3 separate regions of the Canis lupus genome follow, and regions 2 and 3 are each linked to region 1. The links are chromatin contacts, called in public Hi-C maps. All regions are on one chromosome and are shown on one strand. Each heading gives the region's core, a stretch centred on a gene start, on an enhancer-like site or on the middle of the called end of the contact. The rest is flanking DNA. Distances are from core to core; before and after follow the strand shown.

Evidence for each region. Hi-C and Micro-C count contacts between places; a contact is called where the count stands out from the background.
Region 2: a contact with region 1 is called in a Hi-C map of blood, with 2.9 times the contacts expected there. The contact joins the promoter of ENTPD6 here to the promoter of NINL in region 1. A contact is called at or near these places in 2 of 9 Hi-C or Micro-C datasets (both in blood).
Region 3: a contact with region 1 is called in a Hi-C map of blood, with 2.7 times the contacts expected there. The contact joins the promoter of TCAIM here to the promoter of NINL in region 1. A contact is called at or near these places in 2 of 9 Hi-C or Micro-C datasets (both in blood).

What each region holds. Positions count from the first base shown.
Region 1 is chr23:1,907,305-1,911,018 of UU_Cfam_GSD_1.0, reverse strand. It overlaps NINL (ninein-like protein), which reads left to right and starts at 1,958. Exons shown (of 23, transcript XM_038570237.1): 1 at 1,958-2,086. It overlaps LOC111091864 (a long non-coding RNA gene), which reads right to left and starts at 1,442. Exons shown (of 3, transcript XR_005376774.1): 1 at 1,305-1,442.
Region 2 is chr23:1,546,263-1,549,976 of UU_Cfam_GSD_1.0, reverse strand. It overlaps ENTPD6 (ectonucleoside triphosphate diphosphohydrolase 6), which reads right to left and starts at 1,900. Exons shown (of 14, transcript XM_038570224.1): 1 at 1,722-1,900.
Region 3 is chr23:2,185,768-2,189,481 of UU_Cfam_GSD_1.0, reverse strand. It overlaps TCAIM (T-cell activation inhibitor, mitochondrial), which reads left to right and starts at 1,729. Exons shown (of 11, transcript XM_038570257.1): 1 at 1,729-1,911. The region is part of intron 1 of LOC119865335 (a long non-coding RNA gene); the gene reads right to left. It overlaps TOPAZ1 (protein TOPAZ1), which reads left to right. Exons shown (of 21, transcript XM_038570255.1): 21 at 1-37.

The DNA.
Region 1 (3,714 bases), core at 709-3,208:
TAGTCAGAGAAGCCACAGGACAGGGACTCAGAGTGCAGCTGGCTCATGCCCTGAAGCCATGAAGAAAGGAATGAAGACAAGCCTCTTATTTTGATGACTGGAAGGACAGTGGGGGTATTGAGAACACTGAAGGGAGGAGGGAGAAGGGGTATCAGCTGCAGGTCTCTGATCAGCAGCCAGGGCTGGCAGAGGATATGCAAGTTCTGGGGTCAGATGTCGGTACCTGGGAGATATATGGATCGCAGTATATGTTATTTAATCACTTAAGTTTATTTCTCCCCTCTGTAAAATGACAATTTTACAACTATGGCCTGGGATTGTTGTATTAAAATGAGGTGAGCATGGAAGGAACTCCGCACAAAATGAATAACTTGTTGCTTCAGCCAAAATCTTGTAGTCACCCTTGTAGCCACTCCCACAACCTGCCTCCAATTAGGGGTACTTCTTGTCTGCAGGACTGTCCCTAATACCACACATCCTGCATCTAACCACTGTTCCCCCTCACCCTGGTCCAAGCCACTTTCACCTCTCAGCCCATTTCTGCCATCACTTCTTAAATGGTCTCCCTACTTCAACCTTTGCTGGCTCTCCCCCAACTCGCCCTCACCCAGTGACCAGAACAACTTTACGTCCAACAAGTCCCTCTACGAGTCTCAGAGAAGAAGCCAAATCCTCCCAAGGGGCAGCACTGCCCGACATGCCTCTCTGCCTCTCTCTCACTTCAACCTGGCCTCACACACCACACTCTTCCTGGCCACAAAGAAACTCATGGGGCATCCTCTAGACTCAAGGCCTGGCCCACGTTCCCGGGTTAGCTGCCTGTCTCCCTCTCTCATTCCCTTCGGGCCTTCACTTACAATGTCACTTCCTCTGGCCTTGCCTGGCCCAACCTCCTGCACTTCTCAAGCTCCTCTCTTAATTTGTTTTTCTTTGGCATTTATAAGTATCTAAGTATCATTTATAAGTATCTTTTGTGTATTTCATTTGAGCTTTTAATTTGTCTCCTGGTGTATAAACTCCAGGAGGGGCAGGGATTTTATTTTTTTTATTTTATATTTTATATTTATTTATTTATTTATATTTTATTTTATTTTATTTTATTTTATTTTATTTTATTATTTTTTCTATTCCATTTTATTATTTCCTTTTGCCAACCCTGCCAGCATGTTACTGCTCCATTCTCAAGCCCTGGGACGATGCCTAGCACTAGTACGTGTGCTCAATAAATGATTTTCTGTATGATGGGAAGACAAGAACCTTAAGTTTTGTTGTGTCTTCCCGTTTCCTCAACTGAGTATTACTACCTGGCTTGCCTCCTCGGGTTGTTCCCAGAAGATGAGCTGGAGTACGGGCTGTGAACAGCCAAACCTCACGCAGAAGCTGGCGCTGAAACCGTCGGGGTAGGCCCTGGCGTCTGGCGAGGCGCCCAGGCCCTGCCCCCGCCCGCCGCACCCCGCCCGCCCGCCCCGCTCGCCCCGCCCCCTCGGGTGGCCGCCCCGCCCCGCCCGCTCGCCCCGCCCGCTCGCCCCGCCCGCTCGCCCCGCCCGCTCGCCCGCCCGCTCGCCCCGCCCCGCTCGCCCCGCCCCGCCCCCTCGGGTCCCTGGCCCCCCGCCCCTCGGGTGGCGCACCGCCCGCCCGCTCGCCCCGCCCGCTCGCCCCCCCGCCCCCGCTCGCCCGCCCGCTCGCCCCGCCCGCTCGCCCCGCCCCGCTCGCCCCCGCCCCGCCACTCGGGTGGCCCGCCCCGCCCCGCCCGCTCGCCCCGCCGCTCGCCCCGGCCCGCTCGCCCCGCCCCGCCCCCTCGGGTGGCACGCCCCCGCCCCGGGCCCCGCTCGCCCCGACCGCTCGCCCCGCCCGCTCGCCCCGCCCGCTCGCCCCGCCCGCTCGCCCCGCCCCCGCCCCCCCTCGGGTGGCACGCCCCGTCGCGGCCGGAGAGGACCAGGGGGCGGCGGCCTGGAGGCTGCGGGAGCGCGGCGCCGGGGCCTCCAGACACAAAGAGCGGTGGGCGGGACGAGGGCCGGGTGCGTGCGCCGGCGCCCTGGGCCTGCCCCGTGGCCCGCGCGGAAGATCGTCGGCGCCCGCCGCCCAGGTGAGCGGCCCCGGGGCTCTGCCCTCCGCCGCGCGTGGGGCCGGGTGCGGCGCGACAGGAAAGGCTGCGCCCCAGGCCGTCGGCGGGTGGGGGCGAGGGGGCCCGAGGCCCTGCGACTGTGGGCGCGGCGGGACCGTGGGGCGAGCCCCCGACACGGCCGCATCCGCCCTGGCGCGGGGCGGGGGCGCGGGGCGGGGGCGCGGGGCCCCGGAGCAGGAAGCCCGACGTGCGGGCCGCCGTTCCCGCCCCCCGGGGAGGCTGGGGCGGGGCGGGCCGGTCACTCCCGAGGCACGCGTCCCGCGGGAATCCGACTGCCCCCGCGCCTCTGGAAGCCGGGTCCCGCCGTCGCTGCGGTTCCTCCGCTGGGCCTCGCCGCGGGCCTGGACGGCTGCGTGCGGTCGGCTTCGGGGCGAGCGCGGGGTCCGCGGACCTTCCTCCGGGCGGGGCGGGGCGGGGCGGGGCGCCGGGATTGCGGCCTTGCCCTTCGCCTGCGGGGCTCCGACTCCGCACAGGGGTTACATCCTTCGGCTTATCACGGGTTTGCACTTGGAGAATTTGTCTGAAATGACACTTCACTGTCCGGGACTCAAGGCCTGCTGCAGGGTTTAGGTGCTGCACTGGTTGCTCCTCTCGTTCGCGGGCTCCGCCTCGAAGCCCACGCAGGAGTCGGTCTGATCTCTTCGGGTGTTCCACACCGAGGCCACGCGGTCCCGCGGCGGGGCGGGGGCGGGGCGGGGGCGGGGGCGCCCCGGGCACCGCCGCGGAGCCTGGAGAAGGTCAAGTGATGCCGTCAGCGCGGTCAGCAGGAAGGACGGGCTACAGGTGACCGCGAGCTTTTCTTGGAACTGTTACTGAGATCCCCAGGTTTTCCCTGTTGGACTTAGAATACGTTTCAAAGTAGAAAGTTAAAGATAGTTAAAATTGGTCTGTTGAACAGAACACTAAGCTGCCTCAGAGATTTATGAACTGTGTGTCAGAGTTTGTGGATATTAAAAGAAAAGTGCTGAGGCAGTTAGATCAGGCGTCTTGTCCGTGCTGTCCCTTTTCTTTTTTTTTTTTTTTTTAATTTTTTATTTATTTATGATAGTCACGGAGAGAGAGAGAGAGGCAGAGACACAGGCAGAGGGAGAAGCAGGCTCCGTGCACCGGGAGCCCGATGTGGGATTCGATCCCGGGTCTCCAGGATCCCGCCCTGGGCCAAAGGCAGGCGCCAAACCGCTGCGCCACCCAGGGATCCCCGTGCTGTCCCTTTTCTATTTCACTTATACATCGACTGTTAGTGGCCTAGACTATTACACATTGAACTCGTCTATACTGGCAAATAAAAATGGGTCTTACGTATTTCAGATTCAATAAAAAATATGGGATAATGATATTTGCAGAATGAGAGAATAACAAGCCTTCTCGGAAGAAACTGAACATCAGATAACATTTAACACCACCAAATTAGAAACATTTTATAGAGGAAAAGTTAGGGTCTCAACGTTTTGAAAATTGAGGACTTTATATAATCTTTGATGTAAAACTGTTTATCCCTCTTACTTATCTCTATACATTGTGTTTTATAGGGCTGCTCAGGGATGGGGGAACTGACACAGTCATTTGCCAACAGCATGTTGGAAATCCCT
Region 2 (3,714 bases), core at 651-3,150, 360 kb after region 1:
GTAAGCCTTGCTCCCAGCTAGCTTTCTAGGAGCTGGGGAAGGTAGGTGGCTCTTGGAACATAAGCTCTATCTGATTTGGATCAGTGGCTAATCTGTTGGCCAGTTTCTTCAAGGTTTTCAGTTAAGTACATAAAAGAGCCATATATGCAAAATGACCACCACATATGCTAAAAACCTATCCAAAATTAAACATTAACAAACCACTACTTACTCTCCTGGTAGGTTTAAATGGGCTTTTATCTCTTTCTCCGGGGGGGGGGGGGGGGGGGGGGGGAGAAAGGATACATACATGAGTCAGCCCAGTTAACACCACCAGTTGTTTCCTTTTCACAAGACAGAGTGGGCGGGGAAGCTCTTGCAGATCTCTTTACATGGCTGTCCCCCTCTGGTTTTTCATGTGAGGTTCCACAAGGGAGAGACATCATATTAGACAACTGATGCTTATGAGGGCAGGGGGAGTGGGACAGAAAACAATTCCTGGATTTATACTACTATGCTCCCCGCCCCCAACCTTGTTCATGTATTGGTAGGGTCAACAGAACAACCTCCCCAGGACAAACCCTCATCCCCCATCCATCATGGCTCTTGCAGTGGGTCAGAAAGCCCTTGTAATCACAGTTGCTATTCACCCGTCCGAAGGAACCTAAAGTTTCAGATTCCCTCACTGAGGGGCTATGGGCTATGACCTACACAGGATCCTGAAGGATGGAAGATGTGGGGCTTGGTATGCATGATCCTGGAATGTGTCTGGAAGGACAACTGGAGCTACCCTGAACTTCTGGGTGACTTACCTCTTTTGAGTGGATGCCCGGGATATGCGGGGCTGTGCCCGTCATGATCTACAAAAACAATCCAGGTTTTCTTCCAGCCTTTTTTTTTTTTTTAATTTTATTTATTTATTTATGATAGTCACACACAAAGAGAGAGAGAGAGAGGCAGAGACACAGGCAGAGGGAGAAGCAGGCTCCATGCACCGGGAGCCCGACGTGGGATTCGATTCCGGGTCTCCAGGATCGCGCCCTGGGCCAAAGGCAGGCGCCAAACCGCTGCGCCACCCAGGGGTCCCCTCTTCCAGCCTTTAAAACCATTCTATGGCTCCTAGCTGGACTTAAGATAAACTACCTTTCCCGCAAGGGCCCCCTGCTCATCTCTCCCTTCCCTTTTACTCTCTCGACTCTTCAGGGCTTTCTCCTGAAGGGCGTGGAGCCCAGCGTCCAGCTGTGTCCACTCAGGGCCCCTCCCTGGAGCACTGCTGGCGCCCACCTCGAGCGCCCCGTGCGCTCTCCTGGTCGCACAGCAATCCCAGAGCTTACTGTCCCTGCATGTGCTGCCCTGTCAGAGGACACGGTCTTGTCTTGTCCGCTACCCGGGCTCCCTCACTGGGCCGCCCGTCCTTTCCCTCCCGGACCTCGTGCAACCGGCCCCGCGCTGGGAACGGGTCGGCCAAGCCGAGGGGAGGAGCGCAGCAGCAGGTCAGCAGGGTCCCTGCGGCCCCCCACCGCCTCCAGGACACTCACGGGTCGGCACAGTCGGGTCCGGGACGACTGCAGGAGCCCGGACGGGACGGCAGGAACGACCCTGAGGCGCCTGCGGGCCCCGCTGCTGGAGACGGAGGAGCCGGCAGGTGGAAGGCTCCGCACCCCGCGGCCCCGACCCGCCGCACCCGAGCCCTCTCCCGCAGCGTACCCCGCCAGCCCCGCGCGCCCCCGGCCCGCCCTTACCCTGCAGTCCCCTCCGCCCCTCCGCGGAGGGAATTCCGTTTCCCGGGAGCCGGAGGGCGACCGAAGAACCTTCGCAGCTCCAGCTCGGGGCCGGCGCCACCACGGCCTCCGCCCACAGGCCGCCAGCCCGCGGATCCCCGAGCCTGGGCCCCGCCCACGTGCACGGCGCGTCCCGGGGAGGGCGGAGCCGGGCGTTGGGGCCCGCGCAGGCGCGGCGTGTGGGCGGGGCCTGGGGAGCCCCGGTGCGCAGGCGCGGCGTGTGGGCGGGGCCTGGGGAGCCCCGGTGCGCAGGCGCGGCGTGTGGGCGGGGCCTGGGGAGCCCCGGTGCGCAGGCGCGGCCGTGGTTTTCGCGCCGCTGGGTGGCGTGGTTTAGTGTCAGGGGGCGGCTGCTGGGGTCAGCTGGGCCTGAGGTCTTGGCCGGCGGGGCCGTCAGTGCCGCAGTGCGGCCCCGCCGGCTGCGTTCCGCTCCTGTCCCAGCTCTAGGGGTCCCTCTGCGCGGCAGAGCGTGCTGTGCTTACCCCCATGACCTCACCACCCGACCTTGAGCAGCCGTGAACTTCCCTGGGGTCCTTGCACACCTGGAGCACCCCCACTCCCCACAAGGTGGTAGTGATAGAAAATGCAACTACGGCAGAACAGGTGCGCGGCGAATCTCCTGTTCTCGACCCCCATTCTCCTAACTCTAACAGGAGATGCCGAGGTGGCCAGGTCCTGACTTGGGTCAGTCGTCCACGCAGGCCCCAGCTTACTGAAGGGTCCTGGGAGTGGGTCTTCCCAGATGTCCTCCACTCAGGCCCCGCGGCTGTGCCCCGGCGGGAGCTGCGTGCCCGCTGCCCTGCGGCTGGGCTGCCTGCGACCGTGGCCAGCGCTTGTGCCTCCTGTGGGGCGGCCTCGGACTCGCAGGCGGAGGAGGGGGGAGACCCTGGGGCGGTCCTCAGCCGGCCCCTGGGCCCCTGACCCACTCAGCGGGCTCCTGACCCACTCTCTGCTCCTGTCTGTGCTCAGGATGGTGGCACTTGTGAGAGTGAGTGGATGCTAACCAGAGTGGATACCAACCAGACGGGATGGAGGGACAACAGGCACATACCAGGAGTGGGCGCCCGGCAGGTGGTCACCGTGAGCACCTGGTCGGATGCTACCCTCCTTCACCGGGCCAAACCGCTGAAATTTGTTTTATACAGCAGTTTGCTCATGTGGTCCTTTGTTCCAGTTGCTCGCTATTATGAATAATGCTACAGGATCCTGGAGGACTATTATTGTGTGCATGTGTGGGTATATCTTATAGGAGAAATTCTTAGAATTTCTGTGGTAAAGGATGTGTCCCCTCAGCCCTTTTTCTTTTTTTTTTCAATATAAGTTTATTTTTCATTGGTGTTCAATTTGCCAACATATAGAATAACACCCAGTGCTCATCCCATCAAGTGCCCCCTCAGTGCCTGTCACCCAGTCACCCCCCCCACCTCCCCTTCCACCCCCCCTAATTCGTTTCCCAGGGTTAGGATTCTCTCTCTCATGTTCTGTCCCTTTTTCTTTAAATATTAGATACATGTGACTACACTGCTCCTTACACAATGCCCTAACTGACACATCCACAGTAATGTATAGGAGCGTGGTTTCCCCGTGTTTTCACCAGTGAGATCTTTACAAACCTTTGGATCTTTGCCAATTCAACTGTTCTAAGAATTCTCATATACAGTTTCAATTTACATTTATTCTAACATTTGAAATCTCTATTCGTGGAACTGTGGTGGCCTTGCTTCTGTCTTCCTCACTCAAAAATAACATCACCTTCACCATATTTCACTCCTAGAGTTTCTAGAATTTGTCAATTTTACTGACATGGACTTTTGCATATGCCATTCAGTGCTTGGAGAGCTCTTCCCCCAGGTTTTTCTTTAGACAACTGCTATTAAAAAAAAAAAAAAACTGCTATTGTTTGAATGTGTACTCCCCAAATTCATATGTTCATATCATACCCCTGAAGATGATAGTA
Region 3 (3,714 bases), core at 480-2,979, 280 kb before region 1:
AAATAAAAGGCAATAAAGACAGTTTTCACTATATTCACCTTTCGCCCTTTATTGTTTTATACTAAGTTAATAGTTTCCAAACTAAAAATTGGGGTTAAAGGATGCAGATGGTTATCCATACTGGATAACCATTCAAATTGAATTCAAATTACTTTTTGACTTCTCTTTAACTTACATAAACCTAAGTATGGTAAACCCCTATTTATTCTGAAATCCAAGCAGTGGAAAATCACAATGTTTTGCAGCATTTAATAAGAGGGAGACATAAAAGGGAAAGTAACTGGAGTTTTCAGATAAACCTTTAGGGGTATGAAATAAGTTTAGTGTATACACAGTACAGTGGCTAAATCCTATGCTGCATATGTAATCTAGAATAGTAAATACTATTCAAAAATGATTCAAACACCAAGATTTGAGAGCAACCTGAGTTATACCAAAAAATTTTAAATTACTCTCTGAATAACTGTATCTTAGAATGTACGTATTTTGAAAATTTGTAGTTTGTTACATTAAGTATGACTAAAGAAAACAGTATTTTAAACATACACCACAACCTAAATACTCTAACAAGGACTGTTCCTAACTACCTTTAGAAAGTTAAAACTCCTTTTCTGAAGTCTTCCTCCAGATCTTTAGCACAGTCATTTTCCAAGGTGATCATTCTCAATCCTTGATTTGATATTTTAAACCATAATCTTAAATCATTTAGAGAAAAACCCTGAATAAGGTGAGTAATAAAAGAATAAGTCATGACTAGGAGAACTAAAGTATTTCTTAAAGTTCTCAAAACAGGATAATAGCATCACTGGATTAAGTCCATACACTCTCAAGACTAAAAAAAGTTAATTCCTAGCACGTAGCAAAATGCCAATTACCATATGATGAGACGTGAAATGAACACTTGGGAATGGGATATGGGAAGTAAGGCAACGACTTAAACATGCTCAATTCTCTAGTATGAAAAACCGGGTAACTCTTAACTGCCATAACTTAAGTAGCACCTAGAAAATAAATTAAGTTTGGAGATTACTACCATCAGTTTGAGGGCCTTTGAGGACAAGTGAAAAATGTAAGTGGACACTTATAAGTTAGTCCTTCCTAAAGATGGAAATTTGAAAACCAAAGAAAGGAATTCGAAAAAGATGAGACTGTTTAGTGCTGGTGGCCAGGATGCATTTGAAAAGATTAAAATGGAAAAAGAAAAAAGATTAAAATGCTAAAGATGGTAAGTTAAGCTTTTAGGGAAAAAATGGGATCGAATGGAATGGATTACAAGTGACCAAGTTGTTTTAAGTCAAGAGTAAGAGTCCTTAGGGATGGAGCAAATAGAAGAGGTTTTTTGTTTTTTTGTTTTGTTTTGTTTTTGTTTTTCTCTGTCAGCAGTACCAAAAGGTAGGGAAAAGAGCGGTTGTCGCATTTGCCTCATTTCATTTGTGGCTGTTCCTAGGGTTAAAGCTACACAAGCAAAAATAAAGCCAAAACCCGAGATGAATCGTTGTTTTAAAAGGGGTGGGGGCAATGCTCGTTTGATGATAGCCAGATACTGAAGGGACCAAAGTCAAAAAGTAAACTGGCGAAAATGTCTAAGAATTAGCTACAGCTCTGTAAGGAATGCCCTGAGGCCCTGTGGTATCCGGCGCTCTCCACTGAAAGCTCTCGGGCCCGCTCGCCCCCTCCCCGGGCGCTCGGCGCATGCGCGCTCCCCCCCCCCCCCCCCCGCCCCAGCTCCCGCGCCAGCGCGCGTTCGGCCGCCCTCCTCCCCGGCCTGTCCACTCGGTTCCGGGCAGGCCGCGCCACCTGCCGCCTGGTCATTGCCGACGCCCGCCGGCCTAGCCCGCCCCGTCTCGGAGTGCGTGTCCGTATCTCCCGAAGCTTTCCGCGGAACGCCCGGAGCCCCCTCCCGGCCGGGCGGTAAGCGGGCGACCGAGGACGGCAGCCCGGCCACCTGGCCCCAGCTGTGGGCGCGGGCCCGGGGCCGCCGGGGGCTTCCCCCACGTCCGGCTTCGCGCAGGCGCGCGGGGAGCAGGGCCGGGCCCGCGTCGGCCAATGAGGGCGCAAGTTCTGTAGCCGCCGCGGCCGGCGCGCGACCGGGGGGGGCCTCGGGGGCGGGGGCCCGGCGACCACTCCCCGTAGGACGCTGGGAGCCCGTGGAGCGGGACGAGGGCGGGTGGGAGCGCCGGGCCCTGCGGGGGAGGTGGGGCGGCGGGGACCGCGCTGCGCATGCGCGTCCGCAAGGCCCGGCCGGCGGCGCCCTTTCCCCGGGCCGGGGCGGATCCTGCGTCGGGTCCCGGGCCGGCGGTGACGTAGGGCCTCGGCCGATGCGCCGGGCGGAGTCCGCCTGGGACGGCGGGCGGGCTTGGGGGCGGCCGCGCCGCTTCTGCTGCCCCTGGTGTTGAAACGAGAAACCGGGAGACGACTTACGGGTGTTGCCGACTGTGCTGTTTCCCCGAAGCCCTTACCGTATCGCTGTGATTCAAACCTCATAGCAAAAGATTTAGGAAGGAATCTAATGAACTAGGGACTTTGCTCTTGCTATAATTTGTTGATTTATTTGTAGGACTTCATGCTTTGCCTTTTTCGCTTCCCTGAGAAGTAGTCAAAAGCAATGAAAAATAGTCTGCTTTTATTTCTCCTTGAGCAAACTGCTCTTAAAAACCGCAGTATAGTTACTAAGATAAGTCACAGTTTAAATGAGAGTAACCTGAGAATATTAAACTTTGTTCAGTTACTTTCAAGTAAAAATTGTGCCAAATGGCCAAAGACCAATCCTAGGACCTTTATTTAACATACACTTACTGCTTCTGTATCAGAGTAAACAAAACTTTAAAAAAAATAAATAAACCAACCCATAATTTGGCTTTTCCACCAAATTAGATATCTCTTTCTACTAGATTTGACCTCAAACTGCATAGATTTAATACCTCAGTACGGAGTTTAGGCTAAAAGCAGAATTTTTCATTCTAACAAAATAAAAGCTAACATCACTATTAAATGGATGACAGTGGGCAGCCCGGGTAGCTCAGCGGTTTAGCGCCGCCTTCAGCCCAGGGCCTCATCCTGGAGGCCCACGTCCGGCTCCCTGCATGGAGCCAGCTTCTTCCTCTGTCCATCTCTCTCTCTCTCTCTCTCTCTCACAAATAAATAAAATCTTTTTTAAAAAAATTAATAGATGACAGTGGCCATTTACAATGGTTTGCAAATGAATTGTGACTTTCCATATCCAACCCCTTCATCCGGAGTGTTCTCCATCTCCTTGGAAGACCTTCCAAACTACCCGCCCTTCAGTCTAGGAGTACCAGAGAATTTCCCCATAATACACAGTGCATGGCTGTATTATTTCATTTACTATGTTTTATAATTATCTTTCTTTGGTTATTTTTCCTGGTCTTAATGGTTTTTTTTTTTTATTCCCAATACTTTGCATAGAGCCTGGTACATAAGAACTTGGTAAATGCCTGTTAATAAATTAAGTATATTAAGGATCCAGAGTGCCTCACAAGTTTGAAGAGTTAGATATTTTACAGCATGCCCAAGCCAAGCCTTTTCCAAATGGAAGAATAGTAGGCTACATGGAATATGTGCAAAAACCACCTGTGGAAAAATTTAGAGACAAGAACCCTGCAATTTGACCTGGTGCCCCAGGCTTTCAGGCTATTTCTCACTAGCAAATGAGAGCACCCAACTGTACTCTGAAGCAGATTTTCTATCTACTAA